2 separate regions of the Gossypium hirsutum genome follow, and region 2 is linked to region 1. The links are chromatin contacts, called in public Hi-C maps. All regions are on one chromosome and are shown on one strand. Each heading gives the region's core, a stretch centred on a gene start, on an enhancer-like site or on the middle of the called end of the contact. The rest is flanking DNA. Distances are from core to core; before and after follow the strand shown.

Region 1 (7,818 bases), core at 3,165-5,664:
AAAAGTTACTATAAAATAATTAAAAAATCAATTAAATTCCAATAATATAGTTTCCATCAAAGCTCTTAATACATTGTTAAGTACTGACATGGCGACTGATGTGGTAGTTGAGGTGAAAAATTGATGACATGGAATAATGCTAACATGAAGGGCTTAAATTGATTTTTTTTTAATTTGTTAAGCCTAAAATTTATTAAAATATTATAAAAATTTGTAAAATTATAAAAAAACTATAGAAAAACTATAAATATTATAAAATTTAGAAAAAAAAATTAAATATTAAAATATATTGTTAAATAATATTAATATGTTATGAAAATTATAAAAAAATTATATAAATACTATAAAATTTTACAAATGGTAGAAATATTTTAAAAATAAAAACTACAAAAAAAGTTATTGAAAGTATTAAAAATTATTAAAAAATATATAAGAAAATTTTAGAAAAAAATTGTTATTTTGAAGGTTTGGATTTGGTTTTAATTTGGGTACGAGAGACAATGAGTTTAGTATTTAGTAGTTTAAGGGGAATGATGAGCAATTATTTTAGTTTAAAAGAGGTGATGCAGAAGTTTATGATGATGAATTGATGTATGATGTAGGCAAACATGTGAAGGAAAATAAAAATGAGTATTAATTTTCTATTAAATTTTTTTAAAAAATTATTATATATTATTAAAATATTATAAAAATAGAAAAACTATAAAAATAGGAAAATATAAAAAAATATAAGTTATTAAAAATTATTAAGTATTATAAAAAATTTTAACAATTACTACTCCTTCAATAAATTTTAATAACTTTTATAATTTTTGAGATCAATTAAGACCTTATAAAATAATTAAAAAATCAATTAAGCTCTCCGCATCAATATTCTTTCCACATCACTTACTTTATCAATATTTAACGACCTGTTAAGTGCTTTGACAAAAAATCATATGATAGGGACTTAATTAATTGCTAACTTTTAATTAAAATCCTAATTAAATGTAATTTGCAACTAAATGCTCAATTAATTTTTTCAATATTTTACAAGAATTTTTTTTTATACTTCAAAAGAAAAACTTGAGAACAAGCTAGCGGTCCATGCATAGTTGCATACTCCAATTTTAGTTAAAATGGTGAAATTTGAAATTGATTTTTCTATCATGCTAAAATTTATAATATGAACTCATCCTACTTTTTATGATGATGTTATATTTAGTAAAGACAAATCTACTAGACAGATTTGACAATAATTTGGAAAAGAAAATAGAACAAAAAACACACATGTTTCTTATGTTGCTTTCGCTTTTAGTTGTCTTACTGATTCAGAAGGAATTTGTCCATAAGCGGTCCATGCACATGTAAAAGTTAATTGGAGAAAAACCAAAAAGAAAACATGTTTCTTCTGCTTCTTGTTTTTGTTTCCAATACTAATGCACAAAACAAATTAGTCCACTCCACAAGCGGTCCATGCCCCACATCCAAAATTTTTGTGATAAACCCAGTCCTCCACCGTCCACTACCCTAGTGTTCACATTTCACTTACTCACTTCACCACCCATTGCACCACCATAGTCCACTACCCTAGCGTTCATCATCCGGAGACGTAAACCATAACTTGTTGCTCTGGCAAGGCCCAGTGCAAATTGTTATCTGACATCGATAGCCAAGAGACTCTTCATTTCCATATCCCAATGATCCAATTTTATTGATTGATTGTTAATAAGTGATTTCAACAAGGAAGAGAAGGTAGTGGAGGATGTAGAGAAATGTGATCATATTGTACTAAACATGTAATTTATTTCTATGTATTTGAATGAAGAATAAATAATAAAGTTAATTGCACATTTCATTATTATATCTTTTGTGTTTTTGTCTTTCATATTTTGCATACATAGTAAAATTGTGACAAACAAATATTAGCTTATTGATTGCCTAATTTCAAACTGATGATAAGTGGCACTATAAGAACGTTTACATTGCGAAAAATGTAACTTACTTTAGTAGATAATCTAAACGAGACCATAATCCTGTAAAAGAATCAAAGTGAACATTTGATTCAAATACTTAGAAGGATTATTATGTGCTCTACAATTCCAATTGGGGAGATGGCTAGTCTTGGCTATCAGAGCAGTCGACTTCACGAGTAGAGATATAGATGTATTCATTGGAAGAATGATACATTTGACTGAACTCAAGATGAATTAATTTTGAATATGTTTGTGAATTAATTCACTTGTGACGTTTATGGTGTGATTTACCTAAATCCTGAGCTAGTCACTAACCATGTGTATGTAACTCGTGTTCTAATACAAGTGGTAAGTGGTGGCCCAAAACTGAGACCTAAAAGCTGGTTGAACCAAGCATGCTATGTGAAACTGAGCCGACGATCTAGCCGGTGGCTGGACAAGACAGGTCAGGTCGTCACTAGGCCCAGATCGAACTGGCAAAAGCCGAATCGGCTTAGGGTGCCGTGAGGGTGTCGCACTTGCCATGACACCACCGGACATGGCGGTGCCTGCGGTTGTGATGACGTCATTCTGGTGGCTGGTGGATGGTCTTTTGACAATTGAGCAGTGGAGGAATCATACTCCTACTGAGACTCTATTGGATGATTTGATTTTTAGATTAACTATTCCAAAAATAATGTTATTTTAATAAATTTAATATTTAAACAACTAACGCAACAAATGCAACTTAAACCCAAGTCACACCTAAAGTAGTGAACACCCTTAACCATCAAGCCATGACATGGAGTTTAATTCGAAATGTTGATCTTTAGATTTTTTTTTTAATTATCTTTCAGTAACCACTAAAAACATTTTTTCCATAATTGTGACATTTCTTTCAATCATGTTACAAGTTTTAGGTACCTAACCAATTCGGTTAAATACATTGATGTGGTACAAGTGAATAATAGCATGATGACACGTAATAGCCTTACATGTGGTAAAAAAATTATAAGAAAAATAAAATTATATATAAAATTTATTAAAAAATATAATTTTTTTTACACATAAGAAAAGAACTTGGATAAATCAAAATCTGGAAATCATTTTTCCATGTTTATTCTAGACATACTTTTTTAGTATTTTTTTATATATATTTTTATAACATATCAAAAATTTCATATTAGTATTATTATTTTGAAATTTAAAATATATAAAATCTAAAAAAGGTATTAAAAATATTATTTGACACTAGAATGAACTTGGAGAACTAACTGTATGAAATATTATTTGAAATATATTTTTTTAGATTTTATATATTTTAAACTTCAAAATAGTAATCTAATGTGTTATAAAAAAATTTAAAACATATAAAATACAAAAATATATGTCTAGAATTAACCTAGACAATTTTTTGTCCAGGTTCATCTGCTTATGTCAAAAATATATAATTTTTTATATTTTTATTTTTTCACATATCAAAATGTAAAGTTACCACGTGTCACCATGATAGTGATTATTAGTATCATATCAACACATTTTGTCGGCATTAATGAAGTACTTAAAAAGAGTACCAAATTAATTTATAATTTTTAAAATAGGTTTCAATTAAGTAAAAAAAAAGTTAAATACTAAATAAGTACCTAACCCAAATATTTAATTTTGGTAAGCTTGTATTACCAGAAAAGGTACACATAGAAATATCCGAAATTCAAAAAACTGGAATAAAGGCAAACATGTCTCTTAAAAAAGAGTTGACATAAACAAGCGCGTACATTAATGATTGTTAAAAAAAAGGGAATTTTTATTTTTATATTATGCTAAAATTTGTAATATACTTTGGATGTAGGGTGATATCTTTCAATTTCTTTTATATAGAAATTTTATTATCTAGTGTACTTTTTTTTTTATTTCTTAAATTTAAAATGTTAATATTATATGGAATATTCATTTAAATTGAGACTTTAAAAATTAAATTTGATAGCTCAATCATTTTTAAAATAGAGATGTAAGGGTGTATTATTTTATGAAGCCTAGGTTTATAATTGATTTTAATTTTTTTTTAGTTTTTTTCCATTTATTTCTCCTTATTCTAGATACATGAACATGCACTGGTTTAATCCTTCTAAATTTTAGAAAAAAAAAAAAAGAAAGAATCGACATTAGTTAAATAAATAGAGAACATAATGACTTATTTTGTGGTATACATCTAAAAAGATATGATTCGATAAATTTGAGCCGACCCATTGATGTTTTCTTTGTAAATATATGTACATTGAAGAAGTATTAAGGAATGATATTTACATTTGGCCCCATCTTTGAATCAAATTTTAGATCGGTGTCATCTTAAATTTATAATATTATATTTAATTCGAATTGTGACCACTGGTTAAAACGTGTTGGTTTGAAAAGATAAAGTTTCTTCCCCTCTATTCATTTTTGTTTGCAAGAACAGAACAAATTAGTCCACTTCACAAGCGGTCAATGCCCACGTCCAAAATTTTTGTAGCAAACAGAACCCCAGCCATTATATCAATTTTCCTTTGCTATATGTATACGTCTTGTAGGTGCCCAAGTTTCAGCACCCAACACTCAGTTCACCGCCAATGGCACCACCACCCTCCACTACCCTAGCTTTCAACGTCCGAAGACGTAAACCAGAACTTATTGCTCCGGCAAGGCCCACCCCTCATGAGTGCAAACTGTTATCCGACATCGATGACCAGGAGAGTCTCCGGTTTTATATCCCGGTGATCCAATTTTATAGATATAATCCTTCCATGATAGGGAAAGACCCTGCTGCGGTTATACGGGGGGCCCTGGCACAAACTCTAGTGTATTATTATCCATTTGCTGGTAGGTTAAGGGAAGGACCTAACTGCAAGCTTAGTGTGGATTGTACTGGCGAAGGTGCCTTGTATATCGAAGCCAATGCGGATGTTGCACTCCAGGATTTCGGGGATATACTTCAACCACCATTTCCTTGCATTGACAAGCTCCTTTATGATGTTCCTAACCCTAAAAGGATGCTGAATGACCCCTTGTTGTTCATTCAGGTATTTCTTAAATATACCTCCAATTTCTTATGAGCTTGGAGATACGCTGAGTTTCTCAGATCTGAGTTGATTCATTGAGTAAAAATTTCTTTTTCTTTATTTAATAATTAGTTACATGCAATGATTTTATATACAGTTAACTGTATATATATATTTTATTAAATTTGAATTTGTGTTTTTGTATTAAACTATATGATAAATGAGAATTTTTGAATGAGATGTATAAATTGAATTACAGGTAACAAGGTTGAGATGCGGAGGTTTCATATTAGGAATCAGTGTAAACCACGTGATGAGCGACGTTAGTGGAATGATGCAATTGATTTTAGGCATGGCGGAGATAGGGCGTGGAGCAGTCGCCCCTTCAATCCAACCCGTATGGGAGAGGCAGCTTTTAAATGCTCGAGATCCTCCACGAGTCTCATTGTTGCACCGCGAGTACAACCAAGTCGAAGAGGGCACGATCACAAGTAACCCATCCGAAAACACGGTCCACCGCTCCTTTTCCATTGGCCCCAACCAAGTTTCAACTCTTCGCAAACTTCTATCCAACACCCTTGGCCAATGTTCGAGGTTTGAAGTCTTAGCAGCTTGCATATGGCGCTGTCGAACCATTGCCCTAAAACCCCACCCTGACGAAGAGGTCCGCTTGCTATGCATGGTTAATGTACGCTCAAAGTTGAGCCCTCCATTACCATCAGGATATTACGGTAACGCCGTGGTGTTCCCAGCTGCCATAACAACAGCTAGAAAACTTAGCCAAAACCCATTAGGGTATGCAGTAAAACTGGTGAAACAAGCCAAGGAGAGGGTGAGCGGAGAGTATGTGAAATCGGTGGCGGATTTAATGGTGATGAAGGGTCGACCCCATTACCCTATGGCCGGGTCATGCGTGGTAACAGACGTAACACGCGCAGGATTTGAAGAAGTGGATTTTGGGTGGGGTAAGGCAGTGTATGGAGGGCTTGCAAAAGCTGGATTGGGTGCTAAATTACCTGCTGCCTCCCCATGCGTTAATTTAGTGGCAATCAAGGGTGGAATTGCTATCTCAATTTGTTTGCCAGCCCCAGCCATGGATATATTTGCCAAGGAATTGGAGTTCCACAGTAAATCCCTGTTTATTTCATCCGGTTTGTAGAATAATCACTTTCATTGCTTAACCCTCTGTAATCTCCTCCCAACCACAATATACTACAAATTTACTATTGGTTTAACAACCAGTTTAGTAAGTAACAGGAGCAAAACAGTATTGTTTGAACTGGATCGAAATCTAAAAAGTGACTTTAAATTGATTAGAACAAGAAACGGTACGAACAGATTGAATTGGGATTTTTTAATCCAATTATAATACCAATAATAATAAATTTCTACATTATAAATCTATTTACAAGCTATCTAAATATTTAATCTAATATCTTTTAGTATGATTAAAGAAAATATGATAACAATTCATATGATATATCTAGTAAAATGAAAAATGTAAGTAGCAACAACACTTGCATTCGTAGATATTAGATTCAAATAACTCAACTATTCTTTTCTTATAAAAAAAATTGTGATAAATATTATATGAGATAATTATATATAATTAATATTATATGCATAATGTAATACACAACTGACACTTTTTTTTTAATAAACATACAATTGTCTTTAATTATTTTATTTCAATTTATTTGATTATGTAACTTTATTTTAATGTAAATAATTATTATTTAAAGATACACGATTAGTTATTTTTATTTATCTAATAATTTTTTATTTCATGTAATATAAAATGATTAAAATATGTGCAGTAAGATAATAGTTAATTATCTATAAATTAGAATATTTTATACTTTAATAAAAGTGCAATTTAAGATTAATATAAGGCCTAATTCAATTTTATTTAGTTTTAATATGATAATAATTTCTTATGTTCTGATTTTTCTATTTAATCTTTTAATTAATAATATAGTTTTAATTGTTTAAATTTTAAAAAAATTAAATAGCAATACTCCCCCGTACAATTTTCTCAAAATTCTAACAGTCGACGCGTCTTCAATGGTGTTTCCGGTCATAACGAAGCCACCTGACAACCATTAAAACCACAACTCTTAAACATTAATTTCAGTCATTTTAAATAGATGTATTTTAGCTTTTGACTTTTGTAAAAATATTTTTTAATCAGATTATCTTTTTATCTCGTTTTATACTTTGCAATATCATGATAAACACTATCAAACTTTCAAAAGTTCTTTTACTGCACTTTTTAACTTTAATGCTAAATTAGCTTTAAACAGAGCGACTTAATATTGGTTCTCCATTGTTGTTGCGGTCAAAAGCTGCTTTTAAAATAAATGATTTTTAAAAGTAATTTAGAGAAATACTGTGAAAAAGTATGATTCATTAATTATAAGTGTGCTGCCAAAAATTGTAATTGAATATTAAAATGTCATTTTTAGATACGATAGTAAAAAGTAAAAAAGAAAGTTAAATAATTTAATATAATGATACATGAAATATAAATTTCAAACACCTTTTGAGTAATTAATATAAATTATTTGTAAAATGAATGATATATAAATTATTTTAAAAACTAAATATAATAATAAATAAGATTTAAACAATTTAATATAATATAAATTATATGGGTAAACTCCATTGCAGGTCACCCAATTATGCTTAGAAGTCTGTTTTTGGTTATTCAACTTTTAAAAGTTTTAAAATGGTCACTCAACTAATCAGGTTTGTTCTTTTTGATCCATTTCCGTTATGTAATTATTTGCCAGAAGGGTGAGCTAGTAGTCCAAAACTTGGTATAATAAAAAATTTCAATTTTTACATAT
Region 2 (7,818 bases), core at 1,723-4,222, 140 kb after region 1:
ATGACTTTCTCTACATCTATTTGTAACTGAGATTTTCTCTTAAACAAATTATTAGGGACTATTTAGAAAATGTTTCAGCACAATTTCTCTAAGATCTGCCACTTAGTAGATAACAAATAACATAATGAAGGCAAGAAAGCCTTCGAAATCTCTGGCACTTATCACTATTAGTGTCTTTGCTAGAAGTGCTCATTATCAGGCATGTATCTTAGCTGCTTGTTTACCGATGTACATGTAAGATGCTTTAGTTAATGTATATGTTTCCTTACTGCAATGTATCTTATCACTATTAGTGTCTTTGATAGAAGTGCTCATTATCAGGCATGTATCTTAGCTGCTTGTTTACTGATGTACATGTAAGATGCTTTAGTTAATGTATGTGTTTCCTTACTGCAATGTATTAATATCCTCAGGGACATTGGGCCTTTCCCAGATGGTCTCCTCCTCCATTCTTACTTAGGTTCTGCGGAGATGGTTCCTGAATTTGTCAAATCTGGTGCTTACTTCTCATTATCCGGATACATCATGCCCATGAAAGTGCAGAAGGCCAAGAAAATGTTGAAGACGGTTAGTTCATCGAGTTTATTGTTCCATTGATCTGATCATCATGTAACAAAGTATACAATTGTCTTACCTCTGAAATTCCTGCAGATACCTTTGGAAAGGATCCTCTTAGAGTCGGATGCTCCGGATGCATTGCCACATTTAGAGTTAAGCTCTCTATTTTTGGTCGACGAAGATCCTTCCCTTCCACAAGAAATTTTTGCTCATGGGAGAACTGCTGCTTCAAATGTTAGCACTTCATCTGATACCTCAAGAGACGCTTCTTCATTGCCAAAAGACATGCTTAATCATCCGGCAAACATACATAACGTATAATTTCTAGTTCAACTGATGGGTATCTTTTCCATATGCCTGTAGACTGCTTACATCTTTATCTAATACCTTACTTTTGGCACCTATTCTCGTAGAAACTCAAGAAATATAATTACATAGGAAATAGCCTAAAACAAAATTAATAAAGGACAGTACCCTTCACCTCTGGTACATATCATGTTTCATTTATAAGCTTATGGATTTTTGGTTTGTTTTCTCCAGTTGAAAATAAATGTGATGTTCATAGCTTACTTAGTACCATCTGATTTGTATATGATATAAAGGAAGCATAGGAGACTATGATCTTATTTGGGTTGAGTTCTAATTACCAGCAGCACTAATATGTTGGGACGGGGTTGGTCTGAAGATGGAACCTCAATAAGTTTAGAGTCATCGAAATATTTTGTTATCACATCTACGACTGATAGTTGAATTTTTTTGAGGTGTCATCATTTAGTTTTGATCACATGGTATGCTGCCATATGCAATTCACACCGTTTGTAACATTCAGATTTCTTAATTTTTTTCACTTTTTCTTTTCCTTCAGGTGCTTGATTATGTTGCAAATTTGCTGGAAATTAGTAAAGAGGAACTTGCAGAAATAAGCTACAAGAATTCTATACGGTTGTTTTCTTATCAAGGTTCAAAAGTTGCCTTAGGATAATCTTTTAATGTCTTATAATCTTTTTACTGCAAAGGGAACATGCTTTCGTACCTTCTCTGTGTCTTCAAAATGTGAAAATGCTTTTATAATTTTTGGTTGTATTTTCAGTTTAGTTGAGTTCTAAGATGTAAATTTTATGGAAAATTATAATCATACTTTCTTATTTATCTTTGTGGGTATATTTTGTGTATCTAAGATCCTCTATTCTTCAAAATTCCAAATGAAATAAGTAGAATATAATTGCATAAATCACTCTTAACAATTAAACATTCTATAATAATAAAGTTAAATTTATTTATGTTAAGTTTATCCTATTAATAAAAAAGATCATTTTAAAGTATTTATTATTTGGTTCAGTTTAGCTTGTTATTATTTATAAGATGTAATTGAAGGCACAGCAATCCAATATCTTGTCAACCAGAATGGAAGAACAAGAATTTGGGATCTCAGTATATCCTTAATGTTACAAATATATGGGAAAAAAAAAAAGAAAGAAAGAAAGAAAGGGAGAAGAAACCTTAGATGAATCCAACACTATTAGTGGTGGTTCGCCTTTACGAGATGCAGCTGAAATATGATTATCATTCTCTTTACCTTTCCGTGCTGTTTCAGAGAGGTCGTGCACCTTTGCGTGGACTATCACCCCCATGTTTGTTGACAATGTTACCGAAAGGAACACGACGATTATCACCATCAGGCGATCCCAGCGGTGAGTCTTCATTTTCCAATGAATCCATCGAATTGCCTACATGTCCATCAGCAGCGCAAGACTGTTTCTTGGTTAAACTGCTAAGTTCCCTGTTAAGATTCCCTCCATTGCTTCCACAAACGCAATCTTCAAAACACCTATATAGGTAAGTAGCAATCCAAAAGATCCAGGGAATGCCAATGAGAACTATCCCAACAACAGGATACCAGGATGCGGATTTGGCCTTGGGTTGTAACATGTAAAGGCATAAGAAGGCGCCCCCCGTGCAGATGCAGAGGAAGAAAATGGTGGAGACAATGTAGATTCTGGCATCTCCTTGTTTAGTTTCTTGCATTGAATGGTGTTTGATGTAATTTGTGTATAGGATGGGAGGTGAAGAAAAAGGGAAAGTGTAGGGATCCCATGGAAGTTGAAGGAATTGAATGAAAATAGCATTGAAGGGGAAGTGGTTTGTTTTTGTTAGTATGGTTGTGGGGGAGATTAGCCGCTTTGCCAGTAATTTGGAAAATAAGCTTGAGCTGAAAAAACAACCAAAACTGCAAAACAGATAAATTATAAGGGAAGGCCCCAAAATTAAGAGTTCATTCCCGCCCTTTACCTCCTCTTATACTCTTATTTCGACTTTTGATATATACTTCCCACGTGTATTTAATATTTAAAATAAATAAAAATACTATAATTATAATTTAAGTAATGCTACAATATTACAATGATTAAATTGTAGGACCGTATTATCTCCTTTCAATATTTGCAAAACCAATTATATTGTAAATGCACTTAATAATAATATTAATTTTAGTCATAAAAAATAAATGTATCTCTTTTGCAATAATACAGCAAGGATAACAACATATGCAACATTCTAAATTAATATATATATATATATATAAAGTTTAAATTGGAAAATCTAAAAATATAAAGTTACCATGTAACATTCTAATTAAAAATATTCATCCTACTTTTGTTTCCTTTCTCTCATTCAAAAAGTTGGTTTAACATTAATAATCACACCCATAATATCTAACCTAAAAAACCAAATCAAAAATAAAATTATTCTTATTTACTAACGTATTTACTAAAAATTATAAAGTAAAACACTTTTGTAAAATTAAGAGGTTAACTTCTTTAGGAGGGTATAAGAAGTTGATAATAACTCATATTTATTATAAACATTAATAAATTTATCATAATTTTTTTAAGCTTATAAATAAAAAAAACCTTTAAGAAAATAAAATAAAAACCAATTAAGCCCCTGTATTAAATTCGTGCCCAATTAAGTTTTTTCCGTTAACTAAAATAATCAATTAAGCCCTTCCATTAACTGTTATTGGCCACGTTGACTGTTAAAATAAATTGACAGACCAATCAGATAGTGATACGTGGCAGCTTCTGGTTTAATCTAATATTTTTTCTCATAAAAAAGCATAAAAAAATTATAAAAATATAAAAATTAATATAAACTTATTAAAATTATAAAAAAGTTATAAATATTATAAAATATAAAAAATCTAATTAAATCTAATAAATTATAAAAAAAATATAAAATTAATAAAACTTAATTAAAATATTTAAAATAAAAAAAATATTAGAATTCTTAAAAAATAATAATAAATTGTAAAATATTAGAAAAACTATTAATATTGATATAAACTTATAAAAAATAAAAAAAACACATAAAAACTTGAACTGGACTGATTAGACCGAAATCAACAAGGTCACAGTTGAACAAATTTTTTAATTTTTAATATTTTTTTCAAACCAAAATTTCATTATCCAATTATTAGCATATGTCAGAATGAAATATTCTAACCAAGGTTTTCAGAATCGGACCGGTGGTTAAACCGATTAAGCCAGAGATTTGCCAGATCGACTGATCCGTTTAGTTCAATCAAATACAACAATAAAAAATAAAAAAAAATATTTTAAAAAAAATAAAATCAGTTCAACATCTGGTTCTAAGGTCAACCGGTCTAATGAGTTTATTCGAATCGATATCCCCACCGATTTTGGTCTAATCAATCCTATAATGACCTGATTTCCAATGGCGTCAGAAAAGGCAATTTCGGGACCTTGTTTCCATAAACTGAGCTCGTAAATATCTAATAAAAATATTTATAGAGTTATTATATGGGTGAATTGAATTTTAAATAAGTAGTTTAACCGAAATTATAGTTAATTAAGACCCATAAATTAAATTGTAAAGTCTAACCACTATAGATTTTTAATTAGTGAATGAATTTACTCAAATTACAATTAACTAAATACATAGAATAACAATTAGACCTTAATAAAGCATAATATAGTGGACGGGTAGATTAAGAAAACAATTAGTTAATTAATTAAAGTTTTAATTAACTAAGTTTAAATTTAACTAATTATATGTATATATATTAAAGTTGGGGGGGGGGGAGAAGAACATTATCTTCTTTTTCCCCATGCATCGAAAATTGAAGAAGAAAACCTAGGTTGGAGTTCGAAGCTTTCGGTTAAAAATATGTAATTGCAATTTAGTTATTTTCTTATAATTTTTATATTTTTGAGGTCGTGAGAGCTTGATTTAGTTAGTCCATCGATCTACCGTAATTTGATATGATAATTAGGCTTTCTTGGTATATTTATGGAGTTTATTCTCAAGCAAAGCAGTATTTTTTTTGTAGTTTTTCATGATTTTTCGATTTTAAGTTAATAAGTGTAAATGTCTCGTTTTTACTCATTTGGAGACCTAATTTGACCAATAGTGCTATTGGGGGTCTTAACATATGGTTGAGTGGTGTAAGGACGTGTTGGAGGTTAAAAACGAGTGAAAGCGACACCAAATGAGAAGGTATCGTGATATCCACTTTGGGTATTGCGATATCCACCCTCTAAGAAGACCCCCAAGTTCAAAACTAACCGGGGTATCGTGATATCCTCTTCTTGTGCATTGCGATACTGATATAGTGAGGGGATAAAATTGGACAAAAAGGGTAATATTTGTCCACCCGGTGCACCAATCACACAAGCCCAAGAAGAGCAGGATACAAACATTAGCTTAGTTTTAGCTTTAGTTTCTCTAGGTTTTCTTTTGGTTTTTCTGCAACTTTTTCTAGGGTTTATATTTTCTCTTCTCCTTTCTTAGTTTTAAAGTTAATTTTCCTGCACTTTCTTCTTGTTCTTAGTGTTCTTGTAGTTAGTTAAGTTAGTTATCACTGTAGCCTAGGTTTATTTGCACTTTCAATCCCTGTGATTTGGTTGTAATGACATTTCTAGCTTTAGTTTGATGTATTTCAATTTCTTTTACTTTAAATCTATTAAAGTTTGTTCCTTTTATATTTGTTACTTTAGATTTTTTTATTGAATGTTTTTTTGTTGAATGTTCTTTAAGCTTTCTTGCATAAAAATATAAAGTTTTATATTTTTTAAAGCTTTACATTAATGACTTTTTTTCTTTTCATTCTCATGGTTGTTAGTTGTATTTCCGGCATCAGTAGCTAAACCTTTAAAGGGGTTGGTCTATTGCCATAAATATCATAAACTAGGTCGGTTTTTAAAATTTTAACTTTTTGTTGTACAAGAAAATCGTTTTCAAACCAGATTTTTTTAACACCTTTTGCCTTATCGAGACTTCGTTCTTTGCGTCGTCGTAATGTCGTGCTCCTCCTCATCGAGATGTCGGTTCTGTTTCGTATTTGGTTTTCCTAAAAATGCAAGCCACACCCCACAAAATTTCCACAATGATTTATATTTTCTCAACGCCTTCTTTGCTGAGCCCCATCAGGGGCCTAACTTGATTTTGCGGGATTCTTAACCGAGTCCAAGTGGTACTTAGACTTTGAAAGTGGAAGGCTTTTAATTTTTTGAACTACTAAATCAAAGTTGACTCATGTTTGCTTCCCATAAATGCACTGCTCTGTTTTACCAACTCCTTCACCAGAAAGAGAACCTCTCTTATTCAAAACAATCATACTTTTTATATGACCAAGTTGCCTATGCTTCAAACGAGTCAACTCTGACTTCTTAAAAGATGAGGAAATTGTTGTTTTACTAATCACTGTTGCTTACAGAGCATATAGACTGTCAGTCTTCTAACCTTTCATCAAATCGAGAGCTCCACAAGATACTTTAATGCCGCTTGACTTAATGACGATTCTACAATTGTTTGACTCTAACATACTTAGTGAGATAAGGTTTTTCTTTAAATCAGGCACATGCCTGATATTTGAAAGTGTCCTGATAATTCCTTTAAACTCTCTTAAAAATATTTTTAATCTCCTCTTACTCTTAATTCATAGATTAAATATGACCAAAATAACCTAGATTAATCAAAATTTGATTAGGAAAAAATAATAGTGTTTAACTAGGGAAAAATAATCAGAATTTGGAGAACATGTAGCCACGTCATGACGTCGCCTTTCGCCTCGTTGGGACATCGTTCTTCGCGTTGTCGCAACTTTGTGCTCCTTCTTGTCAAGACGTCGATTTTGTTTCATCTCTAGTTTTCCCGAAAATGCGAGGCACACCCCACAATACCCAAAACTGATTTAATAACCAGTTATTTAAAAAGTGGTAGTGGTCCCCAAGAAATAGATATATCTCGTATTTCTTTTCCATCCCCATCAGAGAGATATACTAGGAGAAAAACTATTTTCTTGGAAGATCAAAACCTTCTGGGGAATCTTCAATAATGAATTCAGGTACGCTTCCACGTATAGTTTTGTTATTGATTTGTTATTGATGATCTGACATGGCAAATTTTGGCCTCTTAAAGTTTTATATAAAGTATTATTTTAAGATTTTAACAAGTGGCATCCGAGCCTCGTCATGTCGAATCATTGAGTATGGGTTAAGTTGATTCATTTATGAAATTTCATTGGTGTCATATTATACTTTAGTATTTCAATTAGATATAGGTTAAGTAGTTGAGTTTGATGATTATTTATTAAAGCTTTGGGTTTTGATTTTTATGGATTCAGTTCAGGAAAATTAATGTATGGATCGGTTTATTTTCGGTTACATATATTTGGGTTTCATTATGAAACCACATATATTCATATATATATTTTTAGTAATATGCGTGGACTTTAAAAGTATAACCTGTGGAAAGAAAAAAGTTTTTGATATTTGAATGGATTCAAGGTAAATTTTGAAGGATATAATGTTGATTATTTATTTATTTATTACGAGGTGTTAGGTTTTAGTTATATATTATTCAGTTCAGGTTTGCAGATTCGTTGATTTGGGTTTATTGGTTTGAAAACCTTTAAATTTGCAGGTAAATTTCTGGATTAGGTTTCATTAGAAACCGTGTATAATCTATATAATTGTATATCATGTTTAACGCTTTTATGAAAATATAGTTTGAATTTGATGGAAACTTGAATATTGATAATGGAGGTTTATCGGATTTACATCTCCTAATTGTTTTCTGTTATTTCTAATTTTGAAGTTTATAATGCGTAAATTGCTCACTGTTTTATATGCTTCAGATTTTTTATTGTTTTAGACTCGAAAAATTTGAAACATGCGCATCAATTTCTGTTTAATCATAAATACAAATAGAAATTTTTATAGTATATGCAGAGTAAGTTTT

The links. A called contact is a pair of places that touch in the nucleus more often than the background predicts.
Region 2: a contact with region 1 is called in a Hi-C map of leaf, with 1.9 times the contacts expected there. The contact joins the promoter of LOC107913561 here to the promoter of LOC107911431 in region 1. A contact is called at or near these places in 3 of 34 Hi-C or Micro-C datasets (callus and leaf).

What each region holds. Positions count from the first base shown.
Region 1 is chrD11:48,143,246-48,151,063 of Gossypium_hirsutum_v2.1, forward strand. It overlaps LOC107911431 (benzyl alcohol O-benzoyltransferase), which reads left to right and starts at 4,415. Exons shown (of 2, transcript XM_016839255.2): 1 at 4,415-4,990; 2 at 5,229-6,331. The coding sequence starts at 4,541. The coding sequence ends at 6,128.
Region 2 is chrD11:48,289,163-48,296,980 of Gossypium_hirsutum_v2.1, forward strand. It overlaps LOC107913561, which reads right to left and starts at 2,973. Exons shown (of 1, transcript XM_016842193.2): 1 at 1,684-2,973. The coding sequence starts at 2,583. The coding sequence ends at 2,149. LOC107913559 reads left to right here. Exons shown (of 8, transcript XM_016842190.2): 6 at 414-567; 7 at 652-873; 8 at 1,424-1,707. The coding sequence ends at 1,540.